5 separate regions of the Mus musculus genome follow, and regions 1, 2, 4 and 5 are each linked to region 3. The links are chromatin contacts, called in public HiChIP or PLAC-seq and promoter capture Hi-C maps. All regions are on one chromosome and are shown on one strand. The core of a region is the stretch at or near the end of the contact, and the rest is flanking DNA. Distances in the headings are between cores, read along the strand shown. Region 1 holds the start of Rasgef1b (RasGEF domain family, member 1B). Region 2 overlaps 4930467D21Rik (RIKEN cDNA 4930467D21 gene). Region 3 holds the start of Cfap299 (cilia and flagella associated protein 299). Region 4 has its middle 62 kb from the start of Rasgef1b. Region 5 has its middle 57 kb from the start of Gm34029.

Region 1 (2,700 bases), core at 51-2,550, 920 kb after region 3:
GGCCATTGTCACATGGCGCTGCTGACGAAGGACTCCTTGGAGACGCGTTCACCCAAACATACATACACAAGTATGCGTGCATATTTATCCATATACACCATACGCCCCGAATCCATCTGCAAACGGGCACATTTACATTCACAAGAGAAAACTGCAGCCCAGATGCTCTCCTAGCGCCCTTTACCACGCTGTGCGAGAGAACACCTCGCCGCACTGTCAGTGCCTTAGCCACAGTGCTTCGCCTGAACTGAACCAATTTGGATGGGGTAAGGTGGCAAGGAATAGTCAAATCACACGCACACTCAGAGAGAGAGACAGAGAGACAGAGACAGAGCGATAGAGCGAGAGAGCGAGAGAGAACACCTCCGTTTCCGCGTTTGCCCTTTTCTCTAGTACAGTGCTGCTGAAGTTATTCCCGGGGCTCTCCAATAAAGAGGAGCCTCCCTCACGCACTCAGCCCACGAGGCTACCAGGTACCCCGGGCCACGTTATTATCACCCAGGCTAGTGTCCGAAGGCAACTCACCTGGGTCACAAAGCAAAACAAAAAACAGGCTACTTGTTCAAGTTTGCATACGAGCCTGGGGAACACACAAGTCCTGTTTCCCTGACTGTTCCTGGGAGTCAGACCTTAAATTATAAGGAAACTGCAGCAAAAAATAAACAACAGCCTGAACACTCTCAAGCACCCTAGGAAACTAGCCAAAAAGTACATGGAAACAACCCTAGGTATGCACAAGAAGCTGAGAGGGAAAGCAAAAAGGATGAACGAGACTCCAACTCAGACAAACCCTCAATATCTAAGATCTCCAAACAGAAGGCCTGGCCGGGGCGAGGCGCAGCACAGCGTCCCCAGATCCCCGGGTCCCCGGGTCGTCAGTGCTCAGCCCCGCACCTGTTGGGAGCGCGGCAGCCCGGGGCACGGAAGCAGCAGGCGCGAGAACTCCTAGTTCTGTGGCTCTGCCAATGCTCGCCAGCCGAGGATCTCCCGCCACGCCGGGGCGCACTGGACAGCCGGCGCCGTTCCGGAGCAGCGCCGGCGCAGCCCGCTCCCGCCATCCCGCCGCGGGGTCCCCTGGAGCACCTACCCGCACACAGCTCGGAGCCTCTGCCTCCTGGCTGCCGTACCGAGGCGCCCCAAAAGGCGAGCTCAGGACCGGGAAGGGTCGAACGCCAGAAGAAAGGGAAAACCCGCCGATCCAGTCGGGGTCCTTGTTTATACTGAAACTCCAGCCCGAGCCGCGCACACCCCCTTGCTGGGGAAATGCCCGCCTCCTGCCGCAGGCCACGCCCCCGCCCGCCGCAGGCCACGCCCATCCTGCGCTGGCCAATCGTGGCGCAGCTCTCCGCCCACGCCGCCCTGCAGCGGGCGCTCGGGGACTTGCCAGGGTTCCGCGGGTAGGGACTCCCGTGACGCTGCGGCCGTACCCACCCACGCTGCAGAGGCTGGCTTGCTGGCGCAGCGGGTCTCCGCAGCCTGGGCAGGGCCCACTCCGGCGCGCGTTTCCTCCTTCGTGTCGCTGCCCGCGGCTGTTTGTGCACTCATGTGTCGCCGAGTGTGTATTCATTTGCCTTGTGTGCTCTACCTGTAAATACCGGCTCGACTCGTTGTACAGTATCTATTATCATAATTATGAGCTGAAGGTTACTGTCCGTGTAACTTTCGGAGGAGATCTGAGAGGAACCACGAAGCACTTGCTGAGTGTTGGGTATTGTAATAAACGCTGGGGGCACACTGGTGGCCGCAACCGGCTGGTCCCAGAAGCTTACTGGCTCCTGGAGGGCAAACGCTAAATAAACTGCTATTCAATCCACATGTAAAATTACAGGTGTTAGAACTTTCGCAAAGGAAAGGAAGATACTCTAGTGTGTAAGGCTGGTCCTCGGTGAAGGTTGTTTTTATCATTGTAGACAGCTACTTAATTGAATCAGCCATTGAATACCTGATAACTATTTTAGAAAAGAAAAAAATAAATATAGAGGTAAGAACTCAATACTCTCCTACGCGTGATAGAAAGGTAAGGGAAGAAGTTGAAATAAAGATACCTTACCCATGGGGGGAAATGCACAAGATTTGGAGACTTTGCAGCTGTGACCCTGAGTATGAAAAGCAGGCTTTGTAAGCTTCCGTTCATACATAAACACTGTAGGACCATCCCATAGACTGTAATTGGCCTTATTAACATGGAGCAACACGGTTCCTCCTCTAAGGTCCCTGCATCTTCTCTCTGGGATGGAAAGAGCCTCTTTTAACCTAACGTTCATGTTCCTTGGCTGGTCTTGGCTGGTCCCTGTCTCTCTCATACTTCCTGCTTCACTATCCTACGCATATTCTACAGATGCTTCTCCTTAAGCCCCGCAGTTTATTCTAAAAACCCTGAGCCTTTTGTTTATCTCTGGTGTCTGTTCTGTGAAGGAGAATGGGTCCACACAAGGAGCCGACTTCCATCCTGAGTCAATTAACAAGTAGACCATATGACACTGGGCAAAGCACACTCTTCCTGCTCACATAGCAAGAAACTAAAAGGGCTGAACTAAACCAGTATTTCTTAGTAGTGCCACCAGAAAAGCCCTTTGTAACATCTGTGAGCTCTCAAGACTGCTGAGAAGGCAACCCAGACAGCTGCCTTTTTACTTCCTGAAGTCTTTGCTGCTAAGCAAAAGATGAAATGTTCACTTTAGAATCTAAAAATGTAAAGCA
Region 2 (2,732 bases), core at 220-2,719, 910 kb before region 3:
CAAAAGCTATCTAAAATGCCTTCTGTCCCACCTCAGGAATGGTGCCGCAGGACTTCAGTCCCAGCACTCAGGAGGCAGAGGCATGGCACCTAAGGCTGCATTTTGAGGCCCTGTTTTTTGTTTTTGTTTTGTTTTGTTTTTAAAAGCCTCTGTCTAAGAGAAAGTCAGCTATAGCAGAAGAACATGTCATGTAACCACAAAAATACGCCCGCTCGGTGTTAATTATATTTTCTTGCATAAATGTATTCGTATGTATGATTTACACATGCACACATACTCATGGTGTTTCTAGATGTAAGAGATTATACAGGTTTAAGTAGTAAACTTGGGGGGTTAGAAATATTAAATAGCATTTGGACTTTTGAGGATTTAGGGACTTCTCCATCTTTGAATTTCTTTATGTGAAAATAGATGAGTGCTTTGAGGTAGAAACTGGACTTGTATACCTTCAGCTACATTTTCTTAGCCTGGCCTTTTTACCTTGAAACATAAGTGAGAGATGTATGCATATAGGTTTCAGTAATCTGGGTAGAAGGAAAGTTTCCCTATGTTGCATTTTATATTCCATATTTTAAGCAATACACAATAAGTGTTTGTGTTGCTCTTACAGTATTTGAAACATTCATTTTTATTAATGTTTAATATTAAAAGAAAATACTAGTCTTGATGAGAAATAAAGATAAGTTGTTGAGGTCAAAATGCCTGTTGTACTCTTCTAAATATATCACATTTGTTACATACCATGACCATGAGGCAGTAGACAGGTTAGTCAGGATTGCTATTATAGAATCACTTGTAGGAGACATATTTCTATGCATTATCACAAATAATTGATTTTGTTAAGAATAATGAATGTGTGTGTGTGTGTGTGTGTGTTTCCAGAGACAGTGTCTCCCTGCTCTAGCTGACATGGAATATATCTGGTCAGGAACTTGCTTTATAGACCAGGCTGGTCTTGAACTCTGAGATTTCTTCATGCTCTATGTATGTGTAGATAGATAGATAGATAGATAGATAGATAGATAGATAGATAGATAGACATCTGGTCAGGAACTTGCTTTATAGACCAGGCTGGCCTTGAACTCTGAGATTTCTTCATGCTCTATGTATGTGTAGATAGATAGATAGATAGATAGATAGATAGATAGATAGATAGGTAGGTAGGTAGATAGGTAGATAGGTAGATAGGTAGATAGGTAGATAGATAGATAGATAGATAGATAGATAGATAGATAGATGCACACACACACACATTAATCCCCCGGTATATATGGCACTCAGTTTTTTGAGAAACTATATGAAAACAGGGATACATCTTAGTATGTACTCCTCCCATGAAATCCTACATGGATCCCTAGACCCATACTTGCTGCACTGTATTTTCTCAGCTCCAGTGGAGCAGAGCAAGTATCTAGCAAGCTCAGTGTCGCTGTGGGATCGGCCCCACGTGACTATGTGTGGGATCAGCATGATCGGCTGTCACTGGTTTCACTGACATCTGTCCCCACAGTGAGACAAGCTGCAACATGAATTATTGAAGACATACACATGCAGATCTGTGTCACGACTATGCCAAATAATACATTTTGCCACACTCTTGAGAGCTGAAAAGAGGCATGGTTGACATCATCCTTAACCCCTCTGACAATCTGCTACCACAGTACCGATTAAAATGAAACTCATGGCTATGGCACTCTGTGACAGGCTGCATCTCAGATACACATGAAAACACCCCACCCCTTAGAGAGCTTTTATCTTCCCCATTTTAGCAGCTATTTGCCACGTGCTTTGAATATGCTCACTTTAAAAAGTCTTTCTTGCACTAGATCATTAATATCCCATATTTAAATGATAAAAACAAATAATCGCATTTGTACAGTGACTTGAGTTTTGCAGTACAGTGTACATTATGTTATCTAGGAAGTCTCTGTAATTAGAGTATCTTGGAGCAGCTCATAAAATTACAAATATTTAGGTCAATAATATCTTTTTAAGTTGTGGCAGAGCTTAGACAATGTGCTTAATAGTCTTACTAGTTAGGAAGTATTTACTATTTAAGGATCTGTCTTTTGAATACTTTGTGCTGTATATATGAGCTGCCATAGAATAATGGCCCCCAATTCACTCCACTATGCATATAGGACCCAGTTATTTCTGGTGCAGGTATTCTTACATGTGTGTAAGAATATATCTGTATTAACACTTAGATGGCATATATTTAAACTCATATAGCAAATTACTTTTCTACTACTAATGGTGCCACGTTATAAATTTCCCAGATATAAGCTGTCTGGCCTTAAGGAAGCTGCTCACCCTCTCCCTGTCTCAGTTTTACCATTATGAGAGCATAACACGCTTGCCTATTAAGTGGCACTGCCTCATAGACAGAATGAAGCACTATTAGTTTGACAAATTCAGAGCTGGAGTGCCTGCTCCCTGTATCAGGCATTAACAGCAGCCAATAGCTGTTATAATGCCTTGTTTGCCTGTTACAGTGGCAAGGTCTCCTTGAAAAAAAACAAAGCAAGAAGATTTTTCTAGCACTGTTTCTCCCTTGCTATCCCCACCCCCACCCCCCACTTTTTCTTTTTAATTCTCACTTGGGGTCAGTCACATGGTGGCTGTGACTTTTAGAAATACATTTATGGTAAGGTGCTGGGAAGGAAGTTGAGCGACCCTTTCCTATGTACTCTCAAGATTCAGCACTTGTTGAGAATGGGCCAACTAGCTGC
Region 3 (2,700 bases), core at 189-2,688:
GTGAGAGAAAAGGACTATTGTTATTTTTTGGGTTTGCTTTTTTGCACCCGACACTTTGGCCAAGTCATTTAAACTCATCCTGTCTCCATATGGAGGATAACACCAATGCTGGTTTTCTAGTGAGTTTGTTGTTGTGATTAAACGAAATAATGGAGATTGTATGGTACTTAGAACAGGGCTGGTATGTGGTAAATTCAAATCAATCACCACACGGAAGCAAGTTTCATATCCTGTGGACCCCAGCGGCAGAAACTTTTTTTTTTTTTTTTAAGCTTTCTGTTGTGTTCAACACACCCAGAATAATGCCTCTGGGACAGAGAGGGGGTGGGTGGTAAGAGAGCACATGGCTGAAAGGTCAGGGTTCTGTAGGACTGAGAAGCTGATATGAGAGGAGCTAGGAGGAGCCTGAATGTCAGCTTGGACTTGAAACCAGGTACATGAGATGCCTAGAGGCCAGCTTGCCCTTCAGAATGCTAAAAGACACAAAAGGCACTTGTCCTCAAGTTTCTTTTGGACCAGACAGTACAGAGACCTCTCCTCTCTACTTGTGATAATGTTTTAGGCCACATGAAATTTTTTCCCCTCTATGCTTGGAGTTTAGTTTCTATAGCTTTCTAGATAATTATACAATATAAATTGTTGGTAGCCTGTTTTTAAAATAAAGCTATAACTTATTGTGCAACTTGGGGTCTTAAATAGACCTGGCTTTACTTTGCCCCCCTCCCCCCCAAAAAATGGAAAAGATTCATTGCAGAATCTGATTTGATTTCTACAAATGCTGAGATGATTGTAAAGTCCCTTGGCATAACAGCAAGCATCTGTGCTTCTGGTGTGGAAACAGTTGTACAAGTCTGCTCTAATGAGAAATGTTTCAGATTCAATTTTATACTATAGTATTTTAAAGAAATGAGTAAATAGAAACACAAGTCAATATCAGCTTCTCAATGGGATATATCATTCCATGATTAGGATCCCTCCCCCCCAACCCAATTTTTTAAAGGACGTTCAAGGAGGCAAGATTTTTCAAGTAATTTTCAACTTATTGAAATTTAAATAACAAAAAGTAAAGGAACTGAAAGGCAGAAGGCAGGAGCAAAGGAGATCACTAAGGCTGCTTCGTTTGGGAAGTTTATACATTGTTCCTGGCACACAAGTAACCAACCATAACTTGCCTTTAAGTTGTAATTTATACAACTGATCACGTGCTATTTTGAAGCACCCAGCAAGACTATTTCCCCTAGATTTCCGGGATACTCTTCTGTCGAGGTTCTTACTGCAAACACTGAGCAGGCACCTTCGGACTTTGCTAAGGCTTTTACACCAAAAAAGTTGGGTTTGCCCTGCAGGGCTGACCGCTCCCAGGGGTTAGAAGCCGCCCAGGGATCCGGCTGGGGCAGGGCCAGCGCAGCGCCCTCTGCCCCGCCCCCGCAACCGGCGCGCGTCCGGCCCGCCCACACCGGTTACTAGGGACGCGTCGGTGTAGCCGCGATGGATCAGGACGAGGGGCTGACGGCCGTGGACAACATTGTCACACAGTTCAACACCTATGAAGACTTCCTGGACTCTCAGATCACTACGGTCGACCTGTACTACCTGGAGGTAAGCGCGGGTCCGTCTTGCTGGCCGCGGCGGGGCTTGGTCGCCCCCTGGCGGTGACGGCGCTCACCGCAGGCCTCTGGCTTCGAGAGACTTCTCTGCAGGCTGCAGGAGTCCCCAGCCCTCCAAACGCTGGTGCGCTGCACAGAGGCCGACTTGGTCGCTGTAAAGTAGTAACAAGGCATAAAACCAGGAGGACGCGTTGCTGTGTGCACCTGAGGGCAGGGCAGCGGGAGGTCCCGGATGCTCGAGAAGACTTAGTTGGAGGGATCTTCAAGCTCCGAGCTCCTAACTCCCAACTGCAAGTCTCACAGCCTGGGCTCAGGTTTTCAAAGGAGTCCATCTCCATATTAAGGACAAACAGAGCAAGCACCATTGGGGGCGGGGGGGGGGGGGGAGAATCAACCCTACAGAACTCTGGGAAGGACTTGAATTTGGCCAACTCCCCTCATTTCTCCTGTGCACAAGGCAGTTTATCATATAGACACCCCTCCTTTTTAAATAGGTGCCACTGTATGAAAATAATCTTAAATGAAGAAAATTTGTCCCTTTTGAAATTATCTGTTAAAATAGTTACAAAACATGATTTTTAACAGCAACAGCAGCGATATCACCAAACAACCAAGCTTTTACGTTTATTAGATGGGTAACTTAAAGTTCCATTTGTGTGTACGCACACATGCATAAAAAGTCAGTGGGCAACTTGGAATCGGTTCTGAACTTGTATTCTGTGGTGTCCAGGGAATGAACTCAAGTTTGGCAGCAAGCACCTTTTCCTTAAGCCGTCTCTCCTGCTTTTAGCCAATATTTTAAACCCACAGAAGTTGCTTTAAATCCTTGCATCTGAAATGAAGCCACTGAATTGATAATTACAATAGATGTTGCAAGAAGCTTATGTAGAAAGAAGGGGAGGTAGGAAGAGAAAGGGTGAGTCCATCTTAATTATCTGACCGGCCAGAGGATGAGGAGCGCGGTTGGCACTTGGTTGGTAGACCGGAAGTAGTGATGCGGAAGTAGTGATGCGGAAGTAGTGATGCGGAAGTAGTGATGCTCCGGAGGTTGAGGAGCGTGGTTGGCGGGACGGAAGTAGTGCGTCTCCATCCT
Region 4 (2,700 bases), core at 54-2,553, 860 kb after region 3:
CTCATGCTGAGAGAAGGAAAAAGCCAGGCGGGGAGATTCACACGGGTCTGACAGCTTGCCAGGCTAACTTACAGGATGAGACTGAAATCCAGGCAGTGATAGGTCACTGGTGGGCGGGATCATACCTCAACTGGGGGCTGGGTAGATATACATATCTTTGGCCCTCTATTTAAATTCGATCTCACTTCAGGTCCCAAGGGCAGACTTATGGGTGCATTGAGCCTCTCTCTTCTGCTTCCCAGTGTGACCACAAGCCCACCTTCAATACATATCTTGTTTGTTTCTGCTTTCACTTTTAATTTGCCCCTCTTGATTGGATTACTGAGGATGGGGTAACCAGACAACTTGGGGTACAGATTGTGAGCCTCAATTTTGGTAACAGGATCAGCATTGTGGGAAACAATATGGAGATTTCTCAAAAATAAAAAATGCCCCATGATCCATGAATCTCATTACGAGGGACAGAGCCAATGTGAATACAATCAGCACATCCAAGGGATGGCCACAGGCCCCTGTTTATTGCAGCAATATTCATAGTAGCCAAGAAACAAAGCATAGGTAAACCAAAATGATTGTGACAGAATACAGCAAAAGGAAGAACACATATACTGCTAGATATTATTTGGCCAAAGAGAGAGGCTGAGGGAAAATGAAATCCTGTGTGACACTGTGCACGGAATTAGAGATCACTGTGTTCAGTGAAGTAGTACAGCCACAGACAGGTACCAGCTGATCTCATCTGCATGGAGAACCTCAAACTGTTGGTCTCATAAACTTGGAGACAAGGATGCGGGTTGCTAGAGGCTGCAGAGAGGAGGGAAGGAGGAAAGCTGGAGAAATGTCAACCAGTGAACACTAAGTTAAACGTGAAGCAGAAATTCTGCAGTGATGTGCCTGACAATAATGTGTATTCCAGATAGCTGCAAGAAAGGAATTTAAATGTTTCACCACAAAGAGATGATAAAAATTTCTTTTGAGAGGCTAGAGAAGTTTAATCTGGCTTAGACATTATGCAATGCATGTTATGTGTATGGGAATATCATGTGTACATAAATATGTACAAGTTTTATATTCTTTTGTATACATTTTATAAATAAATTGAATTTAAATGTAAAAAAATAAGAAAGCATTCCCCTCGCAGACCACAATCAGGGCTGGAAGTTTCCTGGCGCAGGATTGAAGCACTCAATTTACCATGCTTGTGAAATCAGTTTCAAGTTGCTTTCCCTCCCAGAGGAAGGTCAGAGAAAGGCTACATGTCTGGGCCACACTTGAAGGCTAAGAGACGGTCCCCACAGCCTTCCAGAGCCACTTGCTCGCTATGCTGCATACTTGGAGTCTCGTCCGCTCAGCCAAACAAAGGAAATCGTTTTCCAAGGAAGATTAATCAAGCTGTGACTGTAGTTTGTGACTTCACTTGTTTGCATGCACGCAATAGGGTTTTCACCTTTCTGTTGAGGATCTGTGGTTCAAATATCGCCCACCTGGGAAGGTCCTGGAACTCTGGGGACCGTGATGCATGGTTACAAAAGCAGACGTGCAGCACGTTATATGGCTTTGCACACCCAGTTGGCCCTGGGTGGCAGGAAAGCTGTTTCCACTTTGCTTAATGAGTAGATTAGGTCTGAAGGAATGTGATGCAAGCCAGGGGGTCCCTTCCCTCCACACGGCCAGCTCTCGTTCCTGAAATGCAGACACTTGGCAGCTTTTACCCCCTGAACAAGTGCTTCTTAATCGCTAATGTGGGACCGCAGGTGTTTCTTCCTGAGCAGCCTTCCGGGCAGCTAAGCCTCCGTGGTTCGGATCCTGGGAACGATCCATCTGATGAAATGGAGCCCTACAGCAGCAGTGGTCACAAGCCTGCCCACTGAGCATGCGTGCGAGGTTTCCGTCGAACGTTACAAGTGGAATATGCAACACAGCTATAAATTGTTTTGTTTTGGTTGGGCGAGAGCCTGTCTCTGAGTGAAGTAATGCATCTTTCACGGAGCTTCAGAGAATACAAGTCTGGCATCTGGCTTGGAGTTTAACACTCGCTAAGCGTGATCATTTGAGTCCCTCCGGACACCACAGGGGGACTTCTGAAAGTCTTCATTTCCAGACTTGAAAAGTGTCCACTTGCCCTTAGCCGGCAGTACAACCTTGAGTGAACACGGATGACACAAGGAGCAGGCTCTGCCACTCACTGGACCACAGAAAAGGCTAAGTCACAATGCACAGTTTGAGACGAGGGTATGGAACTGAGGGGTTGTGTAAATGCCTATCCCTCAAAGCTGTTAGAAAGATTAAAGTTCCCTTAATGGCTTTGACACCAGTATGTACTGTCTTCTCAATTCATAATTGAGAGAAGTTCAAACTGTCACTGTGATAACAGCATCACCGATAACAGAAACGCAAACCTAACATTCTCCTACCGCAATGGCTGTCAATCTTCCTAAAGCTGCGAACCTTTAATACGGTTCCTCTCCTTGTGTTGTGGTGTTCCTGGCCATAAAATTGTTTTCGTTCCTATTTCGTGATTGTAATTTTGCTGTTGCTATGGATCCTGTAAGTATCTGTGTTTTCCAAAGGTCCTTGGAATCAAGACTCACAGTCTGAGGAACGCTGTCCAACAGCCTTCTGACTTTGTCAAGTATGAAGAATTTATACTCTGTGTGAAGTCACTTGTCCCGACTGAAAGCTCCTTGAATAGAGAAACCA
Region 5 (2,700 bases), core at 6-2,505, 640 kb before region 3:
GCTTGACACTTTGATTACACTGTGAAGGAGCCAGAGTGATTGAAGGAGTCAGCAATGCACAGTTACTAACCGATGGTGAGTGTGGTAGGTGTGGGTGCCAGGCCTATTTTGCATCTGTGATCCAAGGAACCCGTTGTGCTTTTGTTAATGATTGTACTGGTGTGATAGTTGTATTACTCTTAAATAGAGAGCAATATACACATTATCCTACCAGGTCATCTCTAAGCTTGAACTTTAGAGTACAAGTCAGAGGAGGCATGGCATGTTTTAGATTTAGGACTCTGCCTAACAAATATCTTAAAAAAGACTTAAAAGTCTTAAGGAGGCAGATCAATTACCTGCAAATATAAACTCCTTTAATCCCAGCACTTGGGAGGCAGAGGCAGGTGGATTTCTGAGTTCGAGGCCAGCCTGGTCTACAGAGTACAGAGTGAGTTCCAGGACAGCCAGGGCTACACAGAAAAACCCTGTCTCAAAAACCAAAAAAACAAAACGAAAAACAAAAGCAAATATTACTATAAAGAAAACAGAAACATCAATTTGTGTTAGTTATTAGCATAGAATGAAAACGCCACTCTTAACTCTCACATGAATCTCTATGATGATGGAAAGGTTGTTATTACAGTGGTTTTATAAAGAGAGAACTGACAAACTTTAAGAGGAAAAAAAAAGAATAAATTCTAGAATGTTGCAATTTTTAAATTTCGGTTTCTTTTTAGTCTTACCCATTCCCCCCTTTTATTTGACCTCTTCTGGATCTAAAAGACAAAAGGAAATGCATTTTCTTTCTTCTTTTCCAGTGAGAAGACTTTTATGGATCCAGACTGGATTTAGAACAAAAGGAATTTTCAATCTAGCTCTGAATTTTTCGGATTAAAAAGCTCGAAATGTTCTGAGGTTTCCGGTTCCAACCATTTCCCTTAATGTTAGCGATGACAACTGAGCCATCCAAGGCTCAGTTCCTGTCTTCTGGCTTCTGATGAGAAGAGAAACCAGCACTAACCACAACTTAAGGGAAATGGCAGTTGCGTCGCTCCTCTTGATGAAATTTTCAGCAGTATAGGCAAGCTCCCTTGATGCTAATATAGATATGGTGGGCCCAGCAGACAGGTGGAGTTGGCAAATAAATGTTCATTTTCTCCTTTTATGACTCAATGTTATCGTGAGGGAAGTGGAGAATATTTCCACAACACAGCTGTGAAGGATTCTCCAGCTCATCTATCAAGAGAGCACAGTCTCTCACTCCCCTGCAGTTTGGTACCCAGGGGAGAGCTGAGGAGGAAGTGGAGGATTCCACTCAACATTCTTGGCTCTGGAAACAAGTAGTTTCTGAGTTTGCTAGTTCTGGAGATCAGTTGTAAGAGTCTGTGGAATCATTTGCATAATATCCCACTGTGTAGAATCCCGCGGCTGTAAAAGTAGGGATGGATTTAGCGGGTGTTTACTCAATTTGGGGTCCACTCTAAGTCATTTTCCAGCTTGTCCACCATATACTTACATCTGGTGAAAGAGAGTTTGGCATTTTCCAGAGAGACTTTTTTTCTAACTTTTGAAAACTCCAACTTTTATAGGAGTCTTGATTGTGTTTATCCTCAACTTTTCAAATATAGTGTTTACTTTGTTAAATTTCTACTATGGGGGATCATCTGAGGGAAACCAAATCCTTCATACACAAATTCTCCTTCAGTGTTTAAAGTCATCATCCAGTTCGTTAAGCTAACATTCTAAACCTTTGAATAGTCCCTCCTGGAACAGGGTCTCATGTGTATTTACTTACGGATGAAGTCACTCACTTCAATATTTAGCACACAGTACTCAGTGCAAATCATTAAGGAGTAGAGTAGATCTGTAACCATGAATGAATTGATGACTGCCCTTGTAAAGGGCCAAGTGTCTTGATGTGTTGTTTAGGTACCATTCTCATTCAGGGAACAATACTGCGCCCCTATATATAGCAATACTTTATACTTTTACTTACCTCCAGGCAAAAGAGGATTTGGGGGAAAAATATTTAAGATAAAAAAAAAATCAATTTGTCACTTTTCCTATTCAATCAGTGGCAATCTTCTTCTTTCCCACTTAACCAGATGCATATTTTAAAGTATTGTTTCATTTCCTTCATCTCCGGTATCTCCAATGAAACGCCTAGTTTCTCTTCTTTCCTGTCATCATCAACTTGTCCCTAGTACCTTCTTAGTAATTAGATGTGGCTCTAGTGGCAATTGATTCAACCTTGTACCCAGCTCGAGTCTTCTGTAAGTCTCTTAAGGCAGTTAAGTTAGTAGGAGGCAACAAGGAATAGGAGATTATAATGAGTTGAAATATCGCAATACAAAGCGAGCTTTGGTCTGTTTTTTGAGGATTGGTTCATTCTTGCAAGAGAGAGAGATTTAATGTTACTGTATCTAAGTTTCTAAGGCAAGCACATCTATGTCTTGAAGAAAGTTCTTTGATTGTATTTAGAGGTTTTTAAGTTGTTCCTCCTTAATGTAACTTCTGATCATGGGACCTCTACTTCAGAGCTACATATTCTCAAGTGCTCAATTATTCTTGTATTAATCTGAAAGACTTTAAGATGATGTTAATTACATCACATGAATGAGTATGTGACAGCTTTGCAAATGATCGTAACGCTGTGTAAAATGAAATAGAAACTATATATTTTTCCTATTAAATTTATATGTTTAAGATAATGACACA

What was found. Promoter capture Hi-C pulls out the DNA fragments that hold promoters and counts their contacts. HiChIP or PLAC-seq counts read pairs in DNA pulled down with a chosen protein or histone mark.
Region 1: an H3K4me3 HiChIP or PLAC-seq map of forebrain shows a contact between it and region 3, with 4 times the contacts expected there. The contact joins the promoter of Rasgef1b here to the promoter of Cfap299 in region 3. A contact is called at or near these places in 4 of 39 promoter capture datasets (the 3T3-L1 cell line, cranial neural crest, hippocampal neurons and 1 more), 3 of 484 Hi-C or Micro-C datasets (cortical neurons, embryonic stem cells and palatal mesenchyme) and 5 of 115 datasets of contacts at active chromatin or transcription factors (astrocytes, embryonic forebrain, embryonic limb bud and 2 more).
Region 2: a promoter capture Hi-C map of hippocampal neurons shows a contact between it and region 3, with 2.5 times the contacts expected there. The contact joins the enhancer-like site here to the promoter of Cfap299 in region 3. A contact is called at or near these places in 6 of 39 promoter capture datasets (the 3T3-L1 cell line, the C10 cell line, hippocampal neurons and 2 more) and 1 of 115 datasets of contacts at active chromatin or transcription factors (embryonic hindbrain).
Region 4: an H3K4me3 HiChIP or PLAC-seq map of embryonic limb bud shows a contact between it and region 3, with 5 times the contacts expected there. The contact joins the enhancer-like site here to the promoter of Cfap299 in region 3. A contact is called at or near these places in 3 of 39 promoter capture datasets (the 3T3-L1 cell line, hippocampal neurons and second pharyngeal arch cranial neural crest) and 2 of 115 datasets of contacts at active chromatin or transcription factors (embryonic basal ganglia and embryonic limb bud).
Region 5: a contact with region 3 is called in a promoter capture Hi-C map of pre-B cells, with 2.8 times the contacts expected there. The contact joins the enhancer-like site here to the promoter of Cfap299 in region 3. A contact is called at or near these places in 6 of 39 promoter capture datasets (the C10 cell line, hippocampal neurons, liver and 2 more), 1 of 484 Hi-C or Micro-C datasets (cortical neurons) and 1 of 115 datasets of contacts at active chromatin or transcription factors (bone marrow-derived macrophages).

The regions. Positions count from the first base shown.
Region 1 is chr5:99,251,627-99,254,326 of GRCm38.p6, forward strand. It overlaps Rasgef1b (RasGEF domain family, member 1B), which reads right to left and starts at 1,301. Exons shown (of 14, transcript NM_181318.4): 1 at 1,088-1,301.
Region 2 is chr5:97,414,487-97,417,218 of GRCm38.p6, forward strand. The region is part of intron 2 of 4930467D21Rik (RIKEN cDNA 4930467D21 gene); the gene reads left to right. Among named protein-coding and RNA genes, the nearest start is that of 4930467D21Rik, 23 kb to the left of the region's middle. Within about 2 kb of position 1,470, at least 25 of the 459 cell types and tissues checked have an H3K27ac peak or open chromatin away from gene starts, as enhancers often do. A contact at or near this core is called in hippocampal neurons, where this site is marked.
Region 3 is chr5:98,327,866-98,330,565 of GRCm38.p6, forward strand. It overlaps Cfap299 (cilia and flagella associated protein 299), which reads left to right and starts at 1,439. Exons shown (of 6, transcript NM_001024614.1): 1 at 1,439-1,599. The coding sequence starts at 1,489.
Region 4 is chr5:99,189,763-99,192,462 of GRCm38.p6, forward strand. No RefSeq gene overlaps it. Among named protein-coding and RNA genes, the nearest start is that of Rasgef1b, 62 kb to the right of the region's middle. Within about 2 kb of position 1,304, at least 18 of the 459 cell types and tissues checked have an H3K27ac peak or open chromatin away from gene starts, as enhancers often do. A contact at or near this core is called in embryonic limb bud and second pharyngeal arch cranial neural crest, where this site is marked.
Region 5 is chr5:97,692,501-97,695,200 of GRCm38.p6, forward strand. No RefSeq gene overlaps it. Among named protein-coding and RNA genes, the nearest start is that of Gm34029, 57 kb to the left of the region's middle. Within about 2 kb of position 1,256, at least 34 of the 459 cell types and tissues checked have an H3K27ac peak or open chromatin away from gene starts, as enhancers often do. A contact at or near this core is called in bone marrow-derived macrophages and pre-B cells, where this site is marked.